Regions from separate parts of the Sus scrofa genome. Here region 1 is linked to region 2. Evidence: chromatin contacts called from public Hi-C data. All regions are on one chromosome and are shown on one strand. Each heading gives the region's core, a stretch centred on a gene start, on an enhancer-like site or on the middle of the called end of the contact. The rest is flanking DNA. Distances are from core to core; before and after follow the strand shown. Region 1 holds the start of AKIRIN2 (akirin 2). Region 2 holds the start of ZNF292 (zinc finger protein 292).

The links. A called contact is a pair of places that touch in the nucleus more often than the background predicts.
Region 1: a contact with region 2 is called in a Hi-C map of skeletal muscle, with 5 times the contacts expected there. The contact joins the promoter of AKIRIN2 here to the promoter of ZNF292 in region 2. A contact is called at or near these places in 1 of 47 Hi-C or Micro-C datasets (skeletal muscle) and 1 of 2 datasets of contacts at active chromatin or transcription factors (skeletal muscle).

The regions. Positions count from the first base shown.
Region 1 is chr1:56,065,012-56,071,096 of Sscrofa11.1, reverse strand. AKIRIN2 (akirin 2) reads left to right here and starts at 1,515. Exons shown (of 5, transcript NM_001278752.1): 1 at 1,515-1,749. The coding sequence starts at 1,515.
Region 2 is chr1:55,610,878-55,616,882 of Sscrofa11.1, reverse strand. It overlaps ZNF292 (zinc finger protein 292), which reads right to left and starts at 1,633. Exons shown (of 9, transcript XM_003121280.5): 1 at 1-1,633.

The sequences.
Region 1 (6,085 bases), core at 266-2,765, 450 kb before region 2:
CAAAGGACTGATGACAGTTTTTCACATAAATCATTTTATAATTAATGCTTTATTTGATTTCTATTTTAGGTACCTGATTAGAAATATAACTTCTAGGAAATTTTTTTTTTCTTCTTACAAAATGGGTCCCAAATGGGTCTACTCCCTAGACATTTCATTGTCTTTTAATTTTTACCATTCGTTAAGATATACACCAGTATTCAACAGAGACAGTACAATTTCTGATGTCACTAGCTTTTTATCCAAGGCAAAACAATTTACATCTGCGTGTCGTTCAAACCCTTTTCATTTAAAGGGTAAAGCGGAATTTAATAAGTGGATGCAAGCAGCTACCTGGGAAGGGCAAAGCATCGAGTACAATCAAGGTTCCCGTAACCTGATACTATTACTGTTGTTCTCTTGCAGTCCTAAATAGGTTCCATAATCTTATTATTTCCTAGCCCCTCCATGTGACAGGTTGTGTCTTGGCCACTCTTATTATCAAAACTAATCTGTCTTGAGTTGTTAGGTGGGATTAGCTTTCTCTTTCTCGGTTGTTCAATCACTGTAGGAGCGGTACCAGGACAACTATGTCCTGAAATTTAAAGGTGGTTTTGTTGTTGCTGTTGTTGTTGTTGTTTTTAAAGCCTGCTTTCCCCACTGGTTGGCTTTCCTTTTTTCCCACTCTCTCTGAGCCTTTTCTTTTTTTCTCTTTCGCTCAGTTCCTTTTACATTCAAGCTGTGTAGGGGGATTTAAATTCCGATCCGGAACTCGGAATCGTGCGCCTTGAATGACGGGAGTCGTAGTTTCCGTGACTCCTCCCTAACCGCTTCTCACGCCGATTCTTCCGTAGAGTGAAAAACTACAAATCCCAGAATGCACATTTGGGTCGCCCACCCTCTATGCGCACGCGCCTTGAGGCCGCAGGATTTGAATCGGCGGCGTTGTTATTGACGCCATATTGGGGCCGGCGGCGGGTGGAAGAGTCGTACAGTGGAGGGGTTAGCGGCTGGACGTGTTCGCCTGAGCTCCTGCCGCCGCCGCCACCTCACAATCCTGCCGCATCGACCGCCGCTCTCTAGCTTCTGACCCTGTCTCGACGGGGGGCGGGGGTCTTAGGAGCCGTGTCCCAGCCTCACACCTCACGGGGCTGGTATCGACTTCTGAAGGAACCGGTCTCAGCGCAGGAGCGCCTCGGGCGCGGCGCAAAGCCCGAACGGACGGCGGGGGCGGCTGGAGCCTCTCCCGGGGGAGCCGCGCCTGAGGAGGCGGAAGAGCCCCCCTGACGCGGCCGGCGTGAGCTGCTGCCACCGCCCCTCCCGTTCTCGCCCCGGCCGGCCTGGGCCACTGCCCCTGCCGCTGAGGCGGCGGCGGCGGCGGCTCTGCTCCCCTCGTCGGCGCTCCGCCATCCGCCTCTCCGCTCTAGAGCCGGTCGGTTAGGCTCTTCGGGGCCTCGCTCTCCCCCCTTCCCTTGCCCTCCCCTCCCGTACCCCTCCTCTACCCCACCCAAGCCCGGCTCCCCGGCGGCCCGGCCATGGCGTGCGGAGCTACTCTGAAAAGGACTCTGGATTTCGACCCGCTGCTGAGCCCAGCGTCCCCAAAGCGGAGGCGATGTGCGCCATTGTCGGCGCCCACCTCGGCTGCCGCCTCCCCGTCGTCGGCGGCCGCGGCCACAGCCGCCTCCTTTTCGGCCGCCGCCGCCTCGCCGCAGAAGTATCTCCGAATGGAGCCGTCTCCCTTCGGCGACGTCTCCTCCCGCCTCACCACAGGTGGGACTCGGCTCTGCGGCCGCCGGTTCGGGGGGTGGGGTGCGGGGGAGAAGAGAGGACAGGGTCCTGGGGCGCGGGATGCGGCCACGAGGCTGGGGGTGCTGGACTGCTCCCCGTTCTTAGCAGAGTCCTCGGGCGACCACGTTTCTTTTAATCTCCTCCGGTCTTAGAGACACAATAGAAACGGCCTGATGTCAAGGGGGGGAGGTCAGGGTGGGGGTGGGTAGGGGCCATTCCTTGTCGGGTATTGTGGGGAAGAGGAAGATCTTTTTCTTGGGTCTGAATGACTGGAATCGAACGTTTCCGTAGTCTGGAGAGCCCCAGCGGAAATGATCAGAGAGGGTGCTACACGGAAATACAGGCAGGAGAAGGGTCACACATTTCGCCCCAATCTCAATGGCTGTCTTCCTGAATCGATTGGTTGCACCTATTAACTCTGGGACTGGGTGGTTTGAGGAGAGGCAGCAGCCCCTCCTCCGGTTCAGACATGGCTGATTTTAGTACCGAGGGGGTGGGGGGTGGGGAGGAATGTCACTGGGGCGAGATCTAGGCCTGTCATTAATCACCCACAAGAACGCCACTTTGGCTGAGTCAAGACCTGTTTCCCTAGCAGGGTCAACAACAAAGAAAATGCTCTTCCCGAGTACTGTAATATGATCAAACTATACGTCTAGACCTTGAGAAACTTGAACTTTTAATGAAAAGCAAATTGTATTGAAAATCGGGGTTGAGTAGGTGCTTTTAGTTGGAAGTGCTTTATTTCTGCCCAGAAGAGTAGTTGGAAGAAAAAAACCTAGGCCTTGAGACTAGTAAAGAAATAAACTCAAGATTCCGAGGGACTTAAGACTATTTTTGCTTTTCATCTTGAAGCATTTCCTGAAAGTGACCACGGGGAAATACCTCTTGGCTGCTTTGTACTGCATGTGTATGTCCAGTTTTTTCTGTACTTTGAAAATCCTCATGCGCCCCTGGCACACAAGGGATAGGATAGCTTTTGTGGACTGGTAGTGTAAATGTTTCCTTTGTGTGTAGCACGCAAAGGTTTCATGTGTGAGCCTTTGGTAATAATATGATCTGTAGACAAAGCCTTTTCATAGCTTGATTTACTTGTTTCTTTTTGGTTGGCTTAAAAAAATCTTCAGTATTTACCTCTGTTTGGTAACTTCCATTTGGAATTGACTTAGTTTTGTTTTTTCAGGTCAGATTTTAAAATATCCTTCCTCAAATGCCTAGGGTATTTTTTTTTTTTTTAAACTATTGAAACAGTGTCAAGAATGAGCTCCTGATGATTAACGTTATTTTTAGAGTTTGTCTTTTTAGTGAAATGGTATCATTGAAAATTGAAATGATACGGTGGAATCTTAACTAAAAGGCCACTTAAAAATAGCTCTAGCTAACCAGCAGTGAATTTCATTTGAGGGGAGTCAATTAATATAGTGTTAGGTTTGAGAGTTAAAAGTATATCTCAGTGCTAAAATAGTCTTGTGCATATAAGGTAAGTCAGCTAGGGGCAATATTGGTCTTCACTTTAAAGGGAATTAATTCACAATTTTGTGAGCCTTTGCAAATTTGTCTTCACTGATAGATTTGTAGTGTTGGCTGATACACTTGGCTCTGCAGTATCGTACATTAAGTGGACTAAATATAAATAGTAAAGTAACTGGAATTACTGGAATTGTTTAAGCTTGCTGATTCAGATTCACATTTTCCAAAATATTGTTATGTCTTCTGTTCTTCAAAAAAGAAGTTTTTTGACATCTACTCGAAGTTTGGTCGTATCCTGAACTCTCAAATCACATCCTGATTGATTTTTTTGAGACTAAGAAAAAAAATTTTTAGTTATTTCAACTGATTTGAACATTAACATGAAAAGTTGAGAAAAGCGGTTAAAATTGCTAAGGTTGCGGATTTGCTTTTTAAACTAATTTTGAATGACATTGTATGTGTTAATTTAGCCTTGTGTTTATGTGGCCAGTTTGAGGCTTGCTCTTGTATGGTTTTTGTAATAACGGTGTCATAATGGGAGCTGCAGTGTTGTGCAGGTGTCAAAGAGCTTTCCAGTTTTCATGTCATGAAACTTGGAAATAATTTTACCAGGTATCTTAATTTTTAGATTCCGGTTTTAAAAGTGGTAATTCTTAAACTTTACAGTAGTGACTACCCAAGTATCTTCAGCAGAAATAGGTAGCTGGGATTGGGATTGACTGGGATTCTGTGAAAGCTCTTTGTTTTCATTTCTGTGAGTTCAAATATTTAAACAATTTAGAACTAGACTACTGAAGTGAATTTTCTTTCAAAGTATGTGTAATTTATCATTTTATCATTGTTTTTCTCTGGATATATAGTGTCTTCAGATGTGTAGCTGAAGTCATATTGCAGCTTTACTAGTATTTTCAGGAACTTGGTTGGACAGGTGTTTTAAACCCTAGGGGTTTTTTTTGGGGGGGGGTCTTTTAAGTCATTGCAGAAAGTTTGACTTGATGACTACTATTTAAACGAATATTTTTCAAATTATTGCATCTTAATACCAGGCAAAAGGAAAGAATTAGCAAGTAAAGTTTTACTGGAACACAGTCATGCTCAGTTTTTTTGTTTTTAAAGTATTGTCCCTGTCCCTTTCAGATTACAACAGTAGTTGATTAATTGTGACAGAGACTGTGTTTTCCCAAAGCTCAAATATTTACTGTTTGGTCCTTTTCAGAAAGTTTGCCCACCCCTGGTCTAGGGTGTCAGCACCCCAGAGGTTTGTTATAACCCCTGGATGTGGAAAAGGAAAGTGAATAATAACTGGAGGTGTGGGGGGAGAAAAACCATTGGCTGTGGTTGGGAAAATGAATACCTCTACTGGCTTCATCAGTTAGTCAAAAGACTCAGTCAAGTCCAACACAATTGTTTTTCATAATTGTGTAGTGAATGAATGAATGGTTGTTTGAAGAGATCCTTGCATGGACACAACCTGCTTGTGAATTTGTTAGGCACTTATATACACATCTTTTGACTTGTTGCTGTTGCTCTAGTCTGCCCTAAGAATTGAGTTAAAAGAGTTAAATTCCTTTGTAAAAACTCATTGTATTTGCTGGAAACTTGCCATTAAGAATGGAAATTGCCGCTTGTGAATGGGGAAGGGTTTACAGGAACTTAGATTGTTCTGTAGACATTGATGCATGCCTGCAAATGGAGACACCAGCTGGCTTAAATGAAGTATAAATGGTTCTAGGCAAACAAATGAGATGTCTGTTGGAGGAGGCAACATTTCATTTCAGATGTCATTTATATTGAGCCAGAAGTGTTTTTAATATTTTGTGGTTATTTAGACAGCTGTTGTAGTTTCTCAGTAGGCTTGGCAAATAAACTGTTTTTAATGGTCTTTGTACTTTGGATTTTAAACCTGATATTTTATTTAGGAGTGCATATGTAGCAGTAGTTATTTCATAGTTTTATGAATTATGCATTTAAGAATCATATAAGTTTATAGCCATTAAAAGAGAATGCAGTTGTATTCATTATTGAGCTATTTTGTTTTGAAAGTAGAAAAATGAGAGCCTATCTTATATACAGAAACAATATGGCTAGATCAGAGGAGAGGTTTGTTAGCTTTTGTTTAGATGGAAATGCTCCTAGCTACTGTGATTGCCACAGAGACATACTTTGAGATGTAAAGGAGAATAATAAATTTCTTCAGTTCTTGAATGGCATTATAGGAAAAAGAATATACTGTGTATTACTCAGCTGGGTCTTAGCTAAGTGTTTAGATAGACCCAGGAAGACAGTGATAGAAACGCTTTTGTTTTGAAAGGTTGAGAATAATGGATTTCACTGAAATGCCCAGTTTTGAGAATTTTTCTCTTTGAAAAGAAACTTCTGATTCTCCTTCCACTTAGAATGCATAATGATTCCGTAGGTTAAGTTTCAACCTCTTGGATAGTTGGTTCATGAAACTAGATAATAAATGGCATCGGGATTGGGTCTTTTCAAGTATCTATAACTGAACCAGCAATTTATTGTGCTCTTTGCATTAACACTGTACTGTACACTAGTACTATTGACTCAAAGAATGTTCTTTATGCACATGTGAAACCAGTTAATTTCTTGCCTTTGAGAAGACTACCTACTTTCAGGTAAGTAGGAAAGGTAGAGTACTTGTTCAAGCCTGTGTGAACCAGACTGGCATTTGTAGATGGTAAAGAGGTCTTCACAGATGAATTTAGTTTAAGAGATTCATTTTCAATTTTACTGCTGAGAATAAGGATTCTAGAATTCATGTTTCGCAAATGTGTAAACACACCTGAGAAATAAGATCCATCAGTGGCAGTCTTGTAGCAAAGACTGTTAGTTA
Region 2 (6,005 bases), core at 384-2,883:
CTCTAGCATTAATAGAAAATTTCCAGAATATGAATGTCAGTGATGGTGTTAAGTGCCATTGTATGAGGTGAGTGACCACAAATGAACCCCTTATGAAAACAGGATCAGCTAAAATAATAGTACAGCATATATGTGCTGATAGACATATTAACTATACAGGTTCTTAAATTCTTATGGAAGAAACTAGGGAGAACATTCAAAGGCTAAGGAACAAAGGTATAAAAGTGTCACTGAGAGCTGAAAAAGCAACAATTAAAGCAGCTAATGGATTTTCACATTTGTAGCTCATTTTCCCAAGTGAAGTATATTGGATATCCAAACCAGGTTTCTCCAGTTTGTGTTATCTTAGGATGCCAGTGAAAACATAAGAAGTGAGATATATGAGATTAGCCACATATACCAGTGTATCCAAGGACATCAAATCCAAGGTTATCAAAGCTAACAAGGCACATTTTCAAAAAAAAAAAAAAATGTTTTCACCTCAAGCTTATACCACACCTAATCTATAGAAAGAAAAAGGGGGTAGGAGAGAAAGGTATATCCAAAGAGAAATTTATCTACTTAATTTTTTTAAAAAAAACCCTGAGAATATTGGTCACTTCCACTTTCTGTCCATGACAGCCCTAAAATCAAAAAAGATTTGACTAGCAAATTGATTTTAAGCATTATTACTTCCTTGCAAATGTTCTTCAGTTGGATGATCAAATCATCCACTTTTATTTTGCATCTTTTATCCTCACCCCTTCCTCCATTCCTCTGTTTTAGAGCTTACTGGAAACTAAGGACTAGGAGTGATTGGGGGTAATTATTAATCATTTATTGAGTACTTATGCGGAAGCACTACTTAAACTGGAAAAAATCAAAGGTGGATGAAAACTGTCCCTGCCTTCAGGAAGCTTACAGTTTTGTGGAAGAGAAACCTGCAATGAACAAGTGTTCTTTTATGATAATGCATGTACATTCAATTCAGAACACCAAAGTCATCTAAGGCACTAACTGGAATGTCCACGGAATCTCTACAGAAGTTCACGATTTTTAATTAAATGAGGACTGGAAATACTATCCCTTGACAAGTCGACCTTATCCTGGAGATCTCAGAAATTTCATTTTCATCCGTTAAAAAGGTGTATCCAGTACAGAAGACTTCTTTTACTGAAGTCCGTTTGTTCTTTAAATATCACACTGTCAGTTCATGGGAATCATTGCACACAAACGCACACACACCCCTACTTACTGAGACGTTCCTGGGGGAATTCGGAGGCCCAGTTCCATCCAGAAAATATGCATAAGCCTCAAGGCCCTGAGGGCGCGATGAGCCTCCATGCCCATTTTGGACACAGCGCGACTGTTACGGACTTGGTATAATCATATGGACCTTCACTTCCAAGCGACTCGATTTCAGAGTAAATCCGGGAATCAGAAATCCCTCCCTACCCCATCCCTGCGATCAATAAAGCTGGGGAGACCCTTAGAGAACAGATGTCTACATCCAGGCCGCGCCTGCCAGTCTGCTTCACGAGCTCCCCAGGCCTTCACCTCTCCCGTGCACATTTCCCCCCCCCCCGCCCCCTTTTAAATTCTTGAAATAACAGGGCCTGGGGGGCAGGAAGGGAACAGGGTAGTGCCTACTAACAGCCAGAGGATTGTGCCAGGGATAAAGCGGGCCCGGCGGGTGGCTCAGGGCCGAGGTGGGGCAGGTCCTCCCGACCCTGGGCGCAGAGCAAACCCCAGCACGCGGGGAGACAGCGCGGGCCTCAAGGGCGGAGAGAGCGCCGCCCTCCCGCAGCTCTGTCTCTTTCCCTGGCTCTTTCCCGGGGCCCTGGCGACCAGGAAGGTGCGCGGGACTGGAGCCGGGCAGAGGCTGGCTGCGTGCGATCTGCTCGGCTAACCCTGTCTTCAGATCCCCACTCGGCCGAGGCGGGACTGGGCTCCCCGGCGCGGCCCGGGCGCTCGCTCGCCTGGCAGCCGCGCGAGTGCGCCTGTCCTCCATCCTGGAGCCGGAGCTCCGCAACCGCATCCCCGGCATCTGCCGCCGCGGCTCTTCCACCCAGCGCTGTGGATCGAGGCCTCAGAGCGACTGTGACTCCTGGCTCGGAAGCTGTGGCCGCCCGGGGCCTCCAGGCCGAGGGATGCTGGAGCCTCTCCACTGCGCAGCGGGGTTACTGGGGCTCCGGAAACCGACAAGGCGGGGATGCTAGTTTGTCCTTCGGAGGCCGCGGCGCGGGCACAGCTGCTGGGTCTTTGGCAGATTCTACCTCCTCTCTTTCAAGGGGTTGAGCCGCCAGGCCCCAGACAGGCCGCCTCCTGAATCTCAGAGGTGAGACCCAGAGTCTGTCTGGGGATGGGTCCAGCAGAAAGTCCCCCTAGAGTCTGGGAACCACTCCCGTGTCGCAGACACAAAGCGGGAGCATGGTTGGAATCGGCTAAAAACACACCACACTTTCCCGAGGAAAACATTTTTCATGAGATGAATGGCGAAGAGAGTCCAATCAATGTTGAAAACATGAGACAGGTGCTGTGCCACACATTGAAATGATTCCAAAGGCACCGAAAACCCTGGGCCTGCATTTAAAAGGATTGATTCTGGTCCTTGAATTCTTCCCAGAATGTAGACAGCATATGTATTTAAATGAACAGGTAATTAAATGAAGCAGGATATTTGTATTGCCTATTTGGATTGTTTTACTTTCCATGAGGAAAAGCCAAGTGCAAATTAGAGTAATAGCATTCTAAGGAAAATGCTTTTAATAGAGCCTCCATCATACAAATGTAAATTATCCAAGTTGAAAATAATCGCGAAATAAAGCAAAATAAAATCTTGGAAGCATGCATGTGGTGTACACTGTCTCTGTAAAGAATCCTTGAATTCATTCACACTATTTCTCCCAAAAAGCAAAGAGAAACATAGAAAGTGTCTTTTCCTTTTATTTCTAAACTTTAATCAATCACTGTATCCCATTTACCTCATTGGGAATCCATCAGAGAATATCACTTTTGTGGTATCCAAATTTTTAAAAATAGGACTGTCAAATTATGATGAACTTGGAAAACTGTTTTCCCATTTTAAGACCTCATCTTAAGAACTTTGCTTATTTCTGTGAATTTTGTTTGTTTGTTTGTTTGTTTTTTACTGCACCCAGGTCATGCAGAAGTTCACCAGCCAGGGATCAAACTTGTGCCACAGCAATGACCCAAGCCTTGCCACAGCAGCATTCACAAATGCCAGATCCTTAACCTGATGAGGCACCAAGGAACTCCCTGATTTCTGTGCTTCTTACAGACGTATTCTTCAGTATAACAACAGTAATTCAATTAGTATCAATTCAGGAATTTAGTGTTCTATTCTTACACTGGACCTGATCTGGATCAGTCCCACCAAGCAGTTACCCTCTATTGCACCTTTACAAAAATGTTTGCTTACTATTCCTCTCCCCACATCCTCACCCTCTTTATTTCCTCTCCAAGCAGGGCTCCATTGTGAGTCTTCCTTTGTCTTGGTGGTGAAGTCTGGCTACAAAATCGGTTACCAGAGTAGATTTGTCTCATGTGTCCTACTTTCCCTTGGCCCCTTCCCATTTCCCGTTTGGAAATAACCATCCTTTACAACCTCTGTAGCTTTAGTCTACTACTTACTGCATTTTATTTTGAAATCTGTCAAATCAAATCTTGTCTTTTATTACAGTCAGTCTATAGATGAGCCTGGCTCATGAGCCTGTAAGTCCTTTGAGGGTAGAGACTATGTCATATTTAGGCTCCTTCTCTGATATCCCTTCACATTTCAGTAAAAATATGTAGTCAGTAAATGTGCACTGAACTAAATTCAATTCAGTTCATTTTTGGCAGTCATAGATATGAATTTGCCCTTATTCTCATTATTATCTAAAATATCCTAGAATCTACAGGGACATCAATAGTGTTCTCTAAACTTTAGAAGCTTGGAGTCCTCATCGTGGCTCAGCATGTTAAAAACCCAACATAACGTCTGTGAGGAAGCAGGTTCAATCCCTGGCCTCAGTCAGTGGCTTTAAGGATCCAGCACTGCCACAAGTTGTGGTATGGGTAGCAGATGTGGCTCAGATCTGGCATTGCTATGTCTGTGACTGATTTGACCCCTAGCCTGGGAACATCTGTGTGCAGAAGGAGTTTAACTTTAAAAAATTAAAAAAAAAAAAAAAAACTTTGCAAGCTTATTTCCAGCTGTCTTTCAAACATTCAGGGGAATCTATATTTTATCAACAGAATCATCTACAATCAAAAGTTAGAGCAAACAGAATCAAAAGACAAGATATATGCTCAGTCATTACCCTGTATCAGATGAACTACAAAAATGTCTGCCCTAGCTTTCTCTTTCACAAACTTAATCTGTGCTTTAGATCTAATTTAATTTTATCTTTGCTCTTACATTTTGTCACAGTATTGATTTTTTTTACCATCTTCTCAAGTGAATCTAAATTTCCAATCCAATTGTTTTCTTAACATAACCGAATCTTTTCTCAATTTCTTCTCCTTGAGTTTACCCACTAACATCTGCTATACCACTTAATATGGAACCTTACTATCTTCCTGGAAATCTAAGAAGAAAATAAATGTAAGGAGATTACCTCTGACTCCAGGTAGGGCCTAATCCTCAGAATCTGAGTTATCTTATGGCAGAACCTCTAAAACTTTAGTGTGCCAAAGATAGCTTGGATAATTTGACTTAAATGCAGATTCTCAGGCCACACCTCTAGAAATTCTGATTAAGTACACTAGAATTGGTCCCTAGAAACCTACTTTTTTGACCACACCCATGACATGCAGAAGTTTCTGAGCCAGGGATCAAACCAGAGCCACAACAGTAACCTGAGCCACCATGTCAAGTTTTTAACTTCTAGGCCACCAGGAAACTCTAAAACCTGTGTTTCTAACCATCACTTCAGGATCCTACAGATTATACTGTTCTGTTCTAGATCTGTAGTTGTCTAATTTCTGCCTTCCTAACCTTCCTTCCAACTCATGGCCCCATACTGATTTTGTAAAAACAAAAACAAAAACAAAAACAAAAAACCTCATTCCTGCTCCACCTATCAGTGGGCACAAACCAATTTTTGAAAAGAAAAATTATAACCAATTCTTCATGATATTCTCTAATCACTGTGGCTCAGCAGAAACGAATCTGATTTAGTATCCATGACGTTGCAGGTTTGATTCCTGGCTTTGCTAGGTGGGTCAGGGATCTGGCATTGCTGTGAGCTGTGGTATAGGTCTCAGATGTGGGTCTGATTCTGTGTTGCTGTGGCTGTGGTGTAGGCTGACAGCTGTAGCTCTGATTCGACTCCTAGCCTGGGAACTTACATATGCCAAGGGTGTGGCCCTAAATAAGCAAAAAAAAAAAAAAAAAAAAAAAAAAATTTTTTTTGTTCTAATCATCCTAATTATCCAAAGTGTTTTGTGAATCACTTGACTCCTAAGCCACACATAGGTATTTCTTAATAAGCACGGATTTTTTTAACCTCCTTCTCATGCACTTTTTACCAAGACCACTTGTTGAGAAGAACATGATTACTTCTCTCTCTTTCTTAGCCGCACCAGCAGCATAAGGAAGCTCCTAGGCTAGGGGTCAAATCGGAGCTACAGCTGCAGGCCTACACCACAGCCACAGCAACACCAGATCCAAACTGTATCTGTGACCTACACTGGCAGCTTGCAGCAACGCCAGATCCTTTACCCACTGAGTGAGGCCAGGGATTGAACCTGTATCCTCTTGGACACTGGCTGCTGAGCCCCAACAGGATCTCTGTGAACATGATTACTTCCTAACAACACTATCAGAAGGCATGTGAAAAAATAAGAGAGGACAGGTCAAAAATTTCCCTGTATTTATCAGTCTTAATAAAATGCAATTTTATATGTAAAAGGGTAAGTGGAGAGGGAAGAAATAGAATATAAAATTTGATTTGTGAATTCCAAATATCCACAGTTCTGAGTCTTCCCAAATTGCTAATTAGGTGCCATATATTTTTTTT